Linked DNA regions of Mus musculus: regions 2, 3 and 4 are each linked to region 1. The links are chromatin contacts, called in public HiChIP or PLAC-seq and promoter capture Hi-C maps. All regions are on one chromosome and are shown on one strand. The core of a region is the stretch at or near the end of the contact, and the rest is flanking DNA. Distances in the headings are between cores, read along the strand shown.

Region 1 (3,227 bases), core at 611-3,110:
TAGTGGGATATCCCCAGTCACTGTCTTCTCACACCCACACCCCAAAGGACTAAGACTTTTGTTTTTTGAGTACTGTGCTGTGCACAGTAGAAGTACCAGATAAGAGCTAGCAGAAGTTAAGAAGAGACACACATGAACTTGCATTGATATGATTCTATGACTCTTGCCCAGCCTGAGAGAAGAAAGTCACTTTAAGGAGTTAAAGGAACAAAGGGGGATGTAGCTTTCTGTCCCTGGTCCCTTTCTCTGGCAACCCCCTCCCATAATTGTTAAAGATCCTAGCTCTACCTAGAGAGTTGGCTCACCAGCAAGAGCTTTTGTTCCTGTTGCATCCTTACTACTAACACTAGGCAGGGTTACCAACGTTAAAGAGGTGGTAAGAAAAGAAGGGCACAGATGGCATCCCATCTCTTTACAGTCACACGTGGTATTAAAGTTGAGGACTCGGAAAAAAAAATAATTCTACCATACTTTCCATAATAGAGATGACTCCACACAATCTCAAAGACACCGAGAGAAATGCAGGTGATGCAAACACCCCGACACATGACATGGTCCCCTGCCTCTCACAGTTGGCAGTTGGCAGCAGAGACAATGGAATCAGCCCCGATTCTGTCTGGGAACCTTCAACTATCCCATCAATCTCCCTAAGACAAACACAGGCAGGCTTGTATTTAACGTCTCCCCTACAGCGAGGAGGCCGTTAAATGCAGAGCTGTCACCAATAGGCTTTCTGATGACAGAACCCATCTTCAAGTCTGCTGAGTGATAACCACCACCGGTCATCAGAGGTGGGGTTACTGTCCCTCCCGCTGGGGATGCTGCTCTGCTGCTCAGCTCAGCATCTTTTAACTCCAATTTCAGTGAGGGATGCTATGATCAAGAACTTAACCTTCAGCGTATGATCAGCCAGCACACAGGGTTAGAATAAGACCATTCCTAAGGGTTCCTGGAAGAGCTGTGTGGCCCCTAGCTCTAACCAGAGCTTTCTCAAAGGAGGGTCTGCACGCTCTGTTCAACAGTAATAAAAAGTGACACAGAGCCAGATGGCTTTCCTCTTGCCTCTTGACATGTGTCACAGATGAGCCTGAGCTGGGAGTGCAGCCCGTCCACCTGAGGAACTGAGGAAGAGGCTAAGCTACATACACAGTATTCTTAGTTGGGAAAAGAGAGAGAGGGCTGGGGGAAGTTCCCGCCTTTCGTTAATACTATTCTCTTCTCTCTACTCACTCCTTAAGGAACATCTCTCCACCTCGACCTGTCTTTTCAAACCCTTTCTTGATCAAGAAATACAGTCAGTTTGCGAGCAGCAGTCTTACCTGGCCCTTCAGCCGGCCTAGAGTACCCACGACGGCAGGTTTAATCTGTCACGTCACATAAACAAACATTCACAGCTGCCTGTTTCTGATAGCACATTTCCAGTCTCTTCTCCCCTAGTTCCCAAACCAGGAAGAATAGGCCCAGGAGAGCCGAAGGATGCTCTCGGAGAGACAGAAGCTCCAGGAAGACAACGGGGACTAAAGAGGGTGCTCGCAGGGTGTCCAACTCAAAGTAGAATTTCTTTAAACACTAGCTCCAGGTCTTTATGAAACTCGCCCGGAACAGGGGAGGGAGGGAGCACCCAGAAAGATTTCTTTCCAGTCAGGATGGACGAAGTCCCAAGTCTTGCCCACTACCTCTTTCGGTCTCTAGCCCCTCGCTTTGGCGAATCCACTCACCAAAAGGCCCTTGGCTCCGCCGGCTCCCGAGGCGCTTAGCCCAAGCCCCCCGAGGCTACCAGCGTCCCGCAGCTGCGCAGCCCAGGATCCCGGGACAGCAGACGAGCTTCGAATGGGCGGTCCCCGCACTAGCTCAGAGGCCGCCTTATCTGGGCCGGGAAGGCGCGCGTCCGCGGCGAAGAGACGCCCACACGCGCCACGCAGGATCCCTAGCAGGGACAGTAGGGACAACCCTCCCGGGAAAGGATGGACTCTCAGCTTCCATGAGTGCCCCGCACTCTCCAGTCTCGGACCATCTCAGAGGCCATGGAGGCCAGCCGCGAAACCCCTGGGGCTTCTTCTGTGCCTATCCGACCGGGGGTGGCTCGTCCTGTCCAAGCTTCCCCGCCCAAACCGGGGTCCCAGCTCTCTATGGAGCTCGTGGTTCACGGAACAGTGGCCGCCAGCCGCTTGGACCACCGCTGCGGCGATACCGTGTAGTCCCCAGCGTGGGCTCCTGGGAGAAGGGCTCTCGGCCGCACTGCGGTTTTGCACCGAGAGAGGGGGAATGAACCCGCGACAGAAACGCAAAAAGGAGTCTCTGGGGCTGGGGAACCGTCACGCTCGGGGACCATGGGTGACTGCCAACCCGCCACTCCACAAGCGCCGACGCCACTTCGGAGGTGAACTTCCAGGGAGGTGTGCAGTCATTGGAAGTCTACCCCCACATCACTATAGCAGGAGCGAGTCCTCGCTAAAAGGGACTTCTGTGACCTGCGCGACCCGCATAAGTGCCACGAAAGCTAATCAAACCTCCGAGGTCCCACCCGCGGACAGCGCTACACCGAGCTCAGGGTCCGATGCCGAGCCAGTCGGGCGCATATGCGCCTCGGGGCACAGGGCCTGCGCTCCAGGATCAGGTCCCCGGAATCCGGAACAGAGCTCGCGCTTCACCGCATCCTCCCCGCGCCGCTGCTCAGCCCAGCATCCCGAACCCAGCCTGGCAGCCCGGGCCCTAGCTCCCGTCGTCCCGCACTCACCGCGCCCCCGCTCCCGGCGCCCGCGCAGCCTCCGCCCGCTGTCCCGGCGCCGCCGTCTCTCCGCAGGACTGCAGGCCGGGGACGGTGAGGGGGCAGGGCGGTGCGGAGGGGCGGGGCCGCTGCAGGTAACAATGCTGCCTACCCGGCTGCTCCTCCAGCCGGCCGCAAAGGACAGCACGCCCTTTCCTGCTCTGCTGCTTCCCTCGCTCCCCCTTCAACCCGAACAGCACCGCCACTGAGCTCGCCCTCGCCAGCTCCGGGCTCCCGAGACTCGAAAGCCGCCGCCCAGCACGCTGCTCCTGGCACCTGAAGACCAGCTCGGGGCTGGGCGGGCAACCACAGAGGACGATGGAAATTGCTGCAGGGAAAAGATGAGCCTTGGTGTCCTAATGGAGCGAAGTGGGAGGCGCCACGGTCGCTACTGAGCAGGTCACCGCCTTCCACAAAAGGAACCTCTGCGGCAGTCTCCTGGACACCCTATCCCGCGCAC
Region 2 (3,084 bases), core at 20-2,519, 220 kb before region 1:
GATATGCAAACTGTCACAAGAACAACCTCTCATGTATATCCTAGCGTGTAGCCTAATCTTTAGACTCTCAGAACTTCAAATGCTGTTAAATGTACTATCTAAAAAGCATTTGAGAGGTGGGGCCGTAACTTATCAGTTCAGCCGAGCATTAATTCCCCAGAACCTCAAAATAAATAAATACGTGTCCCGTTCCCCCTCCCCCCCACACACACACTAGAATTAAAAAGTATTTGAATCTAACGCTATCTGTGCCCTAATTCGATTAAGGAGTTGCAGAAAATAAGTCAGTTGCTCCCTGGAATCGATTAGATTACAAATGGGGAAATGTCTGGGGTTCGCGGAATGCTTTGCATCTGACAAGCATTTTTGGGACAAGCTTCCTCCCCACCCCCAATCCTTTACATCTTGACAGCAGCATGCAGATTTTTCAGCATCAATCAAAAAGCCCAGAAAGGCAACATCTCCACCTTTTAATAAACCAGACGTGCAGCGTGAGCTTGGCCAGAGGGTAAGCGTGAAAACTAATAGACAGGAATCTAGCTGAGTAGTTCCTTCAAAGAGAAAGAACATTTTTTTGTTTGTTTATTTTTGGAAGAAAAAGAAATGGGGTTGGGGGTGGGGGTGGGAAGAGGACACCTTTCCAAGCTTTAAGATTATAGAGTCGCTTTCTACTCCAGGGTCAAATGACTTTGCAAGCGTTCCTTGCAGGTCAGGGTCTGCAGAGGGTCCGTGAGATTCCGGGAACAGTGCTGGCGGGCTGACAGCTCCGAAAAACCGCCCGCGCCCCTCACGCCCCCACCCCCAGGGACACTTACCGCGACCCTCGCGGCTGCTGCTCGCACCCGGATCTCTGGCGGCCGCGGACCCCGGTATCCCGGCTCCCGCCGCACGCGGCCTCACGGTCACACGGCTCGCTCGCGGGACACGATCTGAGCGGCGGGCTCGGCAGAGAGGACGGACGCGAGGAGCGGAGCTGGCCTCGCGGGCCGCGCCGGGGCCTTCCCTCCGTGTCGTCTGTACCAAACAGCTCCTCTCTGGGTCACTTCCATTCTGTGCTCAGTCCCAGAGCGGCGAGACATCTGCTTTCCATAAGCCTCGCGCAGAGGCAAATCCTGGATTAGATGCCAGAGCCCACGGTACAGCTGATCCGCGCACAAAGAGCCGCGGACAAACACGCAAGTTGGTGCCCGGTTCCAGAACGATTCGGATGACTCAGGCGGCCGCAGCCGGGATGCGCCAATCCGCGGCTGGCTGGGTTTTCAGGTCTACTGCGGAAAACTCTCTCTCTCTCACACACACACACCCGCCCGCCCACCCCACGAAAGCACGCTCTGTCCCTGCAGGGGAAGTGACTTCAGCTGTACCGGGCTGAGCGAGCTCGACGCAGCCTGCCTCCACCGCCGGGCGTTCGGTATTGAAAGCACACACTGCTGACCGTGACAAGGGGAAAAGCTTTGCTTTAATTCCAATTCACGAGTCAGTTATGATACAGTCAGCGCTGAAAAGGATGAGGAAGTGCTGTCTTTGCAAATTGATTTTTCATTCTCCCAAACAGCTGGGCAAAATTGCTGTTTCTCCGCCCCCCCCCCCCCCCCCCCCGTCCCTTCCTCACTTTGGAGTGCCTTTGACAGCGTGAAGTCGCTACTTCCTCTCAAGTGCTCTACTGTGTTGGGCTGGTTATGCTAGGGAGACTTACCAGTTCCCAACCCTGAAAAATTACAGTCAAAGAAACATAGGGTGGGGTTGGGGAGAGCACAGATGGGGCTTTTCAATCAGTCTAGAATCCAAAGACAGCTCCCCACCTCCAACCCCCACCTGCCGCCACCTCCCGGACAAGCCTTTTAAATTTTGGGCTTCTGCAGGCTCTAGAACAAAGAGGCTGGGCACTAGCTGATCCTGAATGTGGCTTTAGGGGCAGAGCAGGAGCAATGAAGACAGATAGATGCTCTATGGTGGATGGCAAAGAAGTTAGGTCACCGTGCTTGTCGTCCTAGGTAAACTGGGACCTTGGCATCTGACTAGAAACTAAAGGGACCCTCTGAGAGATTTGGAGCTGGCAAGTGATGTAATAAGATTTCCACCGCAGAAAGATAATTTCACAAGGCTACTCCAACCTAGAAAGGGGGTGGAGGTGAGTTTGAAATGAAGGGGAAAGACTCCAAAGACAGCAAGAGAGAGACTAAAATAAAATGCCCATTACAGGGGTGGGGCAAAGGTATCCTACAGAGGTCATAGCCTCCTGTCTGCCTCCTGTGGCAGGACAAGTAGAAGAAAATGAGAGAGGACCCAGAGAAGCCAGGAGTTGGGTTCAGAACGAGGTCACAGAATACAAATCAGCCACACAGATTTCTAAAGTATTTGGGACCTTCTGGCTAAGCAAGACAGGTTGGGCAGGTGTGTGGTTAGACAGCGAAGGTAAATACAGAGTAGAGAAAAACGGTTTGTATTGGTGTGTTGCATCTGTCAAAACAAAGTACCTGGAAGTGAGGAGATTAAATAACAGAAATAAATTGCCTCACAGCCTGGGAGCCTGCAGCCAGTGTGATGGGAGGAGCTTACTCCAGGAAGGACCCCTGGTTCCTTGGCTAGCGGCATTGTAAGCACTTATTTTCCCTGGCTCGCCGTGACCAGATGTCCGCCTCTTTTTGTAAAACGCTAGCCATATTAGGTTAGGGGCCCACCATACTCCAGAATTACTGCACTTCACTAATTACATCTGTCCTCAGGTGTCAGTCAGTTTTCTATCACGATATCAAGATGCTTAAAATAATCATTTTAAAATGAGGAAAGGTTTCTCTTGGTTCTGTTTCAGAGACATGATGATGGGAACATGACAAAGGAAACTGATTCACCGATGGGTGGTCAGGGAACTAGGAGAGTGACATGTACAGACTGTGCTTCCAAAATTCCCTTCAAGGGCAGGGGCCTACAACCGAACTCTGTCCTACCAGGCCCAGCTTCTGAAGTCACACACTCCTGCACTTGACAGTAGTATTGCAGACTGGGGTGAGGCTAGGGGAACAAGCCTTCAACATTCGGACATTTTGAGAAGTCTAAGATCTAACGGCATTTTACTTCTATCTT
Region 3 (2,993 bases), core at 111-2,610, 140 kb before region 1:
GTGAGTCTGGAAGCAGCGGGGCCCAGCTCCAGCTCCCCAGCTCCTGCTGGCCTTGAACGCAGATGCTCCTCAGGCCGCACACTGGCCAGACCAGTCTGCCTGCCACTGCTCCACTGCACGCTGCCACGGTGCCCCAGCTTCTCCCGAGCCTCATATGGCTGGCTGTCTCTCTCACATCCTCCCTAGTGAGGATTTTGGTGACAGGGAGGGGCAGACAAGGTGATGAATTGGACCCTTTTGACGTGTCCTTGGGAATTTGCATTTAGGTTAAATTTAGGGTACAGATGTTATTCTCCAAATTCACTTTCAAGACACTTACACAGGATTTCCATGTCCCCTCTGTCCCCTCTTAGAGAAACCAATGAGTTTGTTGAATGGGTCAGTACCCAGCCCAAGTATATATAAGTCTCCAGAAAATTCTTGCGGGATTCATAGGACACAGTTGTAACTGATTTTTATCCCATGTCTACAGTTCAGCATCTCCCTTACGGCAAGGCCAAGGTTACGGACTCGCAGAAACCCCTCCACAAACATCCCTGCTCTCCCTGCTCTATGGCCCAGGGATCCTCCACAGTCGCTGCTGAGCTCTGCACCATGAAGGAGGTAACCGGTCTCCAGGGCTTCATGAAATGTACGTGCGGGCACAGTGCGCTCATCATTCATGCGTGTCGCCCAAAAGGTGGTGGCCCGCAACTGAAGCCTTTCCGAGACAAGTCCGGCGTGACTGGTTTTCTGTAACCTAGGCTCCTCCCAACGATCATAACTCCATGCTCAGTTGCCACAAGTCATCCACTTTCCCATCCGTTCTAGATCTCGCTAGAAATTTACATCGCACTCAGCGCCCTCTAGTTTATTAAGCGAATTTCCCCCCTCTTTTGAAAATTAAAACAAAGTGCCCCGCCCCAATAAAAAGCTGATCCAGGAAAAGCGTCTAGTATATACAGGAGTCCTTAAAATCAGTAAACATGGCAACAACCCAATAGGAAAAGAAAAAAAACTTGACAAAGACATAATTAATGGATTCAGAAAAGAGGATCCCTGAAAACCCCCTAGTGAGATGTCTCATTTGGAAGCAGTGACATGCAAATTTAAATCACGGTGGTGGTGGTGGGGGGGGGGGGGGTTCTCACTGTGTAGATTAGGAGACACTTGGATTCTAAGCCCTGTGAGGCTGTGGGGGAGAGCAACTTTCACATCCTGCTATACAGGCAGAGCTGCGATCTGGTTGACCCACAGGTTAAAGCTGTAAAGCTGCACTAGGCTGGAAATGGCAAATCCACCCTCAGTGAGCCGTGGGTGTGAGTGCATACCCCTGTGTAAAGACAGGGCAAACGACACAAACGCTCTCCAGCAAAGAAGGTGAACAAGTCGCAATCCGCTCGTACTGTTTTGCAATGAAAATAAATGGCCAGGAGAGAGGTTTCTAAATCCTGGTGTTACACTGTTGGCTAATATCCATCTCATCAGAACTGCAGTTGTTTTAGAATTTAGGACTAAATCTACATTTATTTGTTTATTTGTTTGTTCATTTATTTATTTATCTATTTTCGGTTTTTGTTTTTTACATCTCCTGTAGTAGTTAGTCCAGGCTGGCCTCCAACACACACACACACACACACACACACACACACACACACACCCTCTGTAGAGCAGGGGGGCTCAGGAAGCCAAGTCCATCTCTCCTGGAAAGGCTGGGGTCTTTAGGATCTTCAAGGAGGTCCTCCTCCTCTAGATTAGGGTTGGTCCTTTAGAACAAAAGCAGGGGAGATGAACCATCCACAGCTTTTGTAAACAAGTCCACAGGCAGGGGGCTGGAGAGGAGAGCCCACCAGTCCTTTGTTTTAAGCCTTCAGGCTTTTTTGTCTCAGGTCAGGAGCATGAGGAAGAAGCCAGCCATCTTGGAAGTTCACCACCTTTATTTCCTAGTCATGGCCCTTCTTCTTATCTGTCTACCTATCAGGAAACATAACTTCTAGTCCCTCAGGGAGACAGTGAACTTCCTATCCTCCTGCCTCTGCCTCCCGAGTTCTGGGATTACAAGCATGCACTGTGAAAAAGCCCAGTTTGTGCAATGCTGGAAGACTGACCCAAGGGCTCTGTGAGTCTAGGAAAGCGCTCTACCAGCTGAGCCGCATCTCCAGCCCTGGTCATTTCCCTTAGGCTGTGAGATGGTAATACACGTGTAAGCACTCCATATATTCCTTGAACTGGAACTTTGCAGATCTGTGGGCCTTCTTGATTAGATATTATGCTCCAATAATACGGCCAGGGTGTGAGAAGCTCAGCAGTCCAATGCTTGCCAAGCTTGCTTGCACAAGGCCCCGGGCTCCACCCCTTGCGCTAAGGAACTGGAAAGATGACTGGAAGGCAGGGGCTGAGTACCTAGCGCACAGTGCCAGCTTGTCCTCCGGAAGCGGAGGCCAGGGCCGATCGTTTGTGCTCTCGAGTTAGGAAGCATTCTGAGCAATAAAAAGAGACTCCCTCATCTCAAAAAAAGCAAGAACAAAACATTCCACAGCTACAAAAAAAATAAAATAAAATAAAATAAAATAAAATAAATGCACATGATCCTTGTGCGTCAGCAGAGAGCACTTTCTCAGTCTCGGAGACACAAGGTTAAGAAGACAGCAGCAGATGTTTCTGAGGGTCACATAGCATCGTGCCGTTTACATAAAGTTTTAGAGGTCACCATCTGTATGACATGGTACTTATGGATCCTGTGGATGTGAATATATATGTCTGTGCGGGTAAGGAGGAAATGCAGAGGGAAGCAGATCATACTTGGGGGCCTCTGCTTAGTAAGGCAGGTAGGCAGTATGCCACTAAACCATTGTCTATGGTCTCTATGCAGTAACATATATAAACACACACAAACATATACATACATTGTTTGTTTGGTTTTGGTTTTTTTGTTTTGTTTTGTTTTGTTTTGTTTTTTTTTTTTGAGACAAAGTTTCATTGTCTAGCCCTGGTTGTCCAGGCTGGCCTTGAAC
Region 4 (3,110 bases), core at 242-2,741, 160 kb before region 1:
CAGTCACTCACCCCCTGTTGTCCCTACCATGATCTACAGCTGGCAGCCTAGCACATACTCATTAAGCCTCTACTGTATTCAAAGTATCACACCAGAACCAAGAACACAAAGATGAAAACGCTCCAGCCAGGAACCAGGATCAGGAATCCTGGGTGAAATCAGACATATTGTGACAAGGAGCTTGCTAGAGCCTGGAAAAATGGCTCAGCAGTTAAGCACTCGTTGCTCTTACAGAGGATACAGGTTCAGTTTCCTGCACGCACATGATAGTTCAAAACCACCAGTAGCTCTAGTTGCAGGGGATCTGATGCCCTCTTCCAGTTTCCTCAGGCACATGCCTAAGATTAGGGAAGAAACCAAAAACACCCCCAAATCTCTTGATAATTAGAGGGACGCCAACAATTAGTCCCAAATTTTTGGAGTCTAAAATGTAAATCCATTCCATTAAATTTCTGCGTGTGCTCTGGGCATGTCTAGCCAGTGACCATGGAGCCCCCAAGGATGTTTATTCATTGTGTTCAAGCTAGTGCTACTGACTCTGGCAACAAAGAGTTGGATCTGACAGGGGTTACCATGCGATTGCTTGGATCGGAGGCTCAGGGGAGTCAGGGTGGGCATTGGGGTCCCTACCTGAAGAACAATTATTCCAAAACCTGCCAGGAGAACCTGGGTCCTGGTGATGCCCCAGAGATTATGAACCCAGCTTTCTCTAACAAGCTCTCAAGTCCTGGCCCCAGATCAGCAAATAAGAAGAGAAAAAAGGAGTTACTTTTCTCCACAGTGGTTGTGTGCTCCTTAACTTTTATGGTTCTTATTGATTTGGAGGCAAAGCTCTGACTGGACCTTGTTATGTAAATCAGCCTGGTCTTACCAAGATATGTCTGCTTCTGCCTCCAGAGTGCTGAAATTAAAGGCGTGCTCAGGACTATGTCCCTTTGTGAAGACACACTAGGACTCAGGTGCATTAGCCCTACTGGCTAAACAAAAAGGCCTATTCATTAGGACCCTACAGCGCAGTAGTCAACAGGATGTGTGGACAGAGAGCTGTACTGTGGGGTAGACCAGCAAGCCTAAAATGTGTAGGGTGGGCTAGACGCTCTGACAAGATTCCTATCACCCAAGGGTATCCCCACCCTCAACCTTGGGTATCCATCAATCTCTTCTACTAAGGCCTTCTGTCTCACTGGATGAGGTCCATCCATTCATGGAGTAATCTGCTTCACTCACGGTCTCCCGGCTTCATGTTAATTAGGGGGTGGGAAGGCAGCTCAGTGACAGAGTACATGCTTAGCATGGATGGGGCCCTGGATTCAGTCCCCAGCACAGAGAGAAAAGAGACGAAAAGAAAAGTGAATCATAGCTAAAAGTTCCCTTCAGGGCAATAACTAGTCTGGCATTTGACCAAGCAACTGGGCACCATGTGTACACGACTTAGCCAAGGTGACACATAAAACTAACTGCCACACCCTGTGACTCTAACACCCATCAATGTCTGTGAAGGCCATGTGACGGGAGGGTGTTGATTTTAAGACTTAGCAAAACTGGACCTCCTAATCTCTGATTCACTTTCCATCTCTTCTAGAAGGTTCTCCCTGCCCGCCTGCTTTGAGTTATATGTAGCTGCTTTATGGACTCAGCACACACTGCCTGTCCAGTTAATGTTGACGCTCTCCATCTATCTTCCATCCTTGCAACCAGAACCTCCTCTTTATTGCACCTACTGCACACAATAGGTACTCAAAAGTTACTTCTTTCAACGGTGAAGTTCATAGTTTGGAATTTTCTCTGAGCCTCCACATCATTGAACAGAGAAATTCAAACTGCCTGGAATTCAAACTGCTGGAAGGCCTTGGAGCCAAAATGCCAAGACAGACTGGCATCCAAGATGGTAGATGACTAGGCTGTCTGTAGTCAACTCTGTCCTCATTAAAACACAAATGGTTTCCCAGTGATGAATTCCACTTGGCTGAGTACCCTGCTGATAAACGCACATGTTTTCTCACCCACCACCAGATAGCAACCCTGAGTCACTTCCTCAAGAATGGGAGTTCACAGGAAGGATCTAGGGTGGAAGGCTCCTGGCTGATGCCCTGGGCTTGTTGATCCCCATTCCTTCATTCTAGAAGCATTTGTTGGGTGCTGACTCTGTGCTGGGTGTGCTCCAAGCACTCAAGGAATGCACAGCCTGCGGGCTCCAGGTTTCACTGGTATCTTCATGGAGGGATGCCAGCTTTCACTTCATAGTTTGCTATAAAGAAGACTCCCGGGTCAAAACCACCATGCCTCTCCACAACCCAGCCTTTAAACCTGCAGGGTTAAAGCTTCTAGTGTTGTGAGGCTCTAGGCTACTTCAAAGTTGGGATCATTCCTTTTCTAGGAGAATATGATGTGTCAGAGTGGCCCAGATGAAGCAACAAATTAGAAAAGAGTAAACACAGTGGAAAAACCCTCCCCACTTTCCCTGGTCAACAACCCCTGGGTGAACTCAGAAAGCCAAAGGAAATGGAAAATGAAGTCTTCTGTAAGTTTGATAAAATTAGCCTAATGTAAAAATTTAGACCATAAACTAAAATATCTACAGAATGATTGAAAAAAAAATACTGTAGACGGCCAATGTAAAACTAATCAATGTTTTCTATGTCTAGAAGCTATCAATCTATCAAGACATTTGTGAGCTCGCCCCTTTTTGATGTGGCCAAAGGGTATTGGCAGTCAGTGTTCTTGGTGTTAGATGTGTTCCGTATAGAGGCATGAGGACACATACCAGAAGGATCCTGTCTTGGGGTTAGAGAAAAGGCTCGGCAGTTGAGAGCACGGGCTGCTCTTCCAGAGGTCCTGAGTTCAATTCCCAGCAACCACGAGGTGCTTTACAACCATCTCCAAGGGCATCTGATGCCCTCTTCTGGCATGCGATGTATGTGCAGCAGAGCATTCATCCATTAAATAATAAATAAGTAAATATTAAAAAAAGAAAAAAGAAATCCCTTTCTCTAGGTGGCTGTGTTCACGCCTACCTGAGGCTCTGGAGAACACAGGTTACAAGGCAAGTCCAGTAAGCATGCTAAAAGGGAGAAACTAGAGGATAAATAGAGGTTGGTTGAAGAACCTAA

The links. HiChIP or PLAC-seq counts read pairs in DNA pulled down with a chosen protein or histone mark. Capture Hi-C pulls out chosen DNA fragments and counts their contacts.
Region 2: a promoter capture Hi-C map of liver shows a contact between it and region 1. The contact joins the promoter of Trim2 here to the promoter of Fhdc1 in region 1. A contact is called at or near these places in 2 of 484 Hi-C or Micro-C datasets (Sertoli cells and embryonic stem cells), 3 of 115 datasets of contacts at active chromatin or transcription factors (embryonic stem cells, memory CD8 T cells and pancreatic cancer cells) and 3 of 9 other capture datasets (adipose tissue, liver and pancreatic islet).
Region 3: an H3K4me3 HiChIP or PLAC-seq map of embryonic stem cells shows a contact between it and region 1, with 32 read pairs. The contact joins the enhancer-like site here to the promoter of Fhdc1 in region 1. A contact is called at or near these places in 17 of 39 promoter capture datasets (HPC-7-derived erythroid cells, cranial neural crest, embryonic stem cells and 10 more), 1 of 15 datasets of contacts at CTCF or cohesin (embryonic stem cells), 82 of 484 Hi-C or Micro-C datasets (the AML12 cell line, B cells, the C2C12 cell line and 39 more), 31 of 115 datasets of contacts at active chromatin or transcription factors (the HPC-7 cell line, the NIH/3T3 cell line, VIP interneurons and 22 more) and 5 of 9 other capture datasets (adipose tissue, embryonic stem cells, liver and 2 more).
Region 4: a contact with region 1 is called in an H3K27ac HiChIP or PLAC-seq map of the NIH/3T3 cell line, with 6 times the contacts expected there. The contact joins the enhancer-like site here to the promoter of Fhdc1 in region 1. A contact is called at or near these places in 12 of 39 promoter capture datasets (the 3T3-L1 cell line, 3T3-L1-derived adipocytes, HPC-7-derived erythroid cells and 7 more), 25 of 484 Hi-C or Micro-C datasets (3T3-L1-derived adipocytes, the C2C12 cell line, the G1E-ER4 cell line and 15 more), 12 of 115 datasets of contacts at active chromatin or transcription factors (CD8 T cells, the NIH/3T3 cell line, bone marrow-derived macrophages and 9 more) and 4 of 9 other capture datasets (adipose tissue, embryonic stem cells, liver and 1 more).

The regions. Positions count from the first base shown.
Region 1 is chr3:84,477,631-84,480,857 of GRCm38.p6, forward strand. It overlaps Fhdc1 (FH2 domain containing 1), which reads right to left and starts at 1,861. Exons shown (of 12, transcript NM_001205355.1): 1 at 1,719-1,861.
Region 2 is chr3:84,258,510-84,261,593 of GRCm38.p6, forward strand. It overlaps Trim2 (tripartite motif-containing 2), which reads right to left and starts at 1,270. Exons shown (of 12, transcript NM_001271727.1): 1 at 816-1,270.
Region 3 is chr3:84,334,236-84,337,228 of GRCm38.p6, forward strand. No RefSeq gene overlaps it. Among named protein-coding and RNA genes, the nearest start is that of 4930565D16Rik, 44 kb to the right of the region's middle. Within about 2 kb of position 1,361, at least 53 of the 459 cell types and tissues checked have an H3K27ac peak or open chromatin away from gene starts, as enhancers often do. A contact at or near this core is called in B cells, bone marrow-derived macrophages, differentiating embryonic stem cells and 8 more, where this site is marked.
Region 4 is chr3:84,317,625-84,320,734 of GRCm38.p6, forward strand. No RefSeq gene overlaps it. Among named protein-coding and RNA genes, the nearest start is that of Trim2, 59 kb to the left of the region's middle. Within about 2 kb of position 1,492, at least 70 of the 459 cell types and tissues checked have an H3K27ac peak or open chromatin away from gene starts, as enhancers often do. A contact at or near this core is called in the C2C12 cell line, the G1E-ER4 cell line, the NIH/3T3 cell line and 7 more, where this site is marked.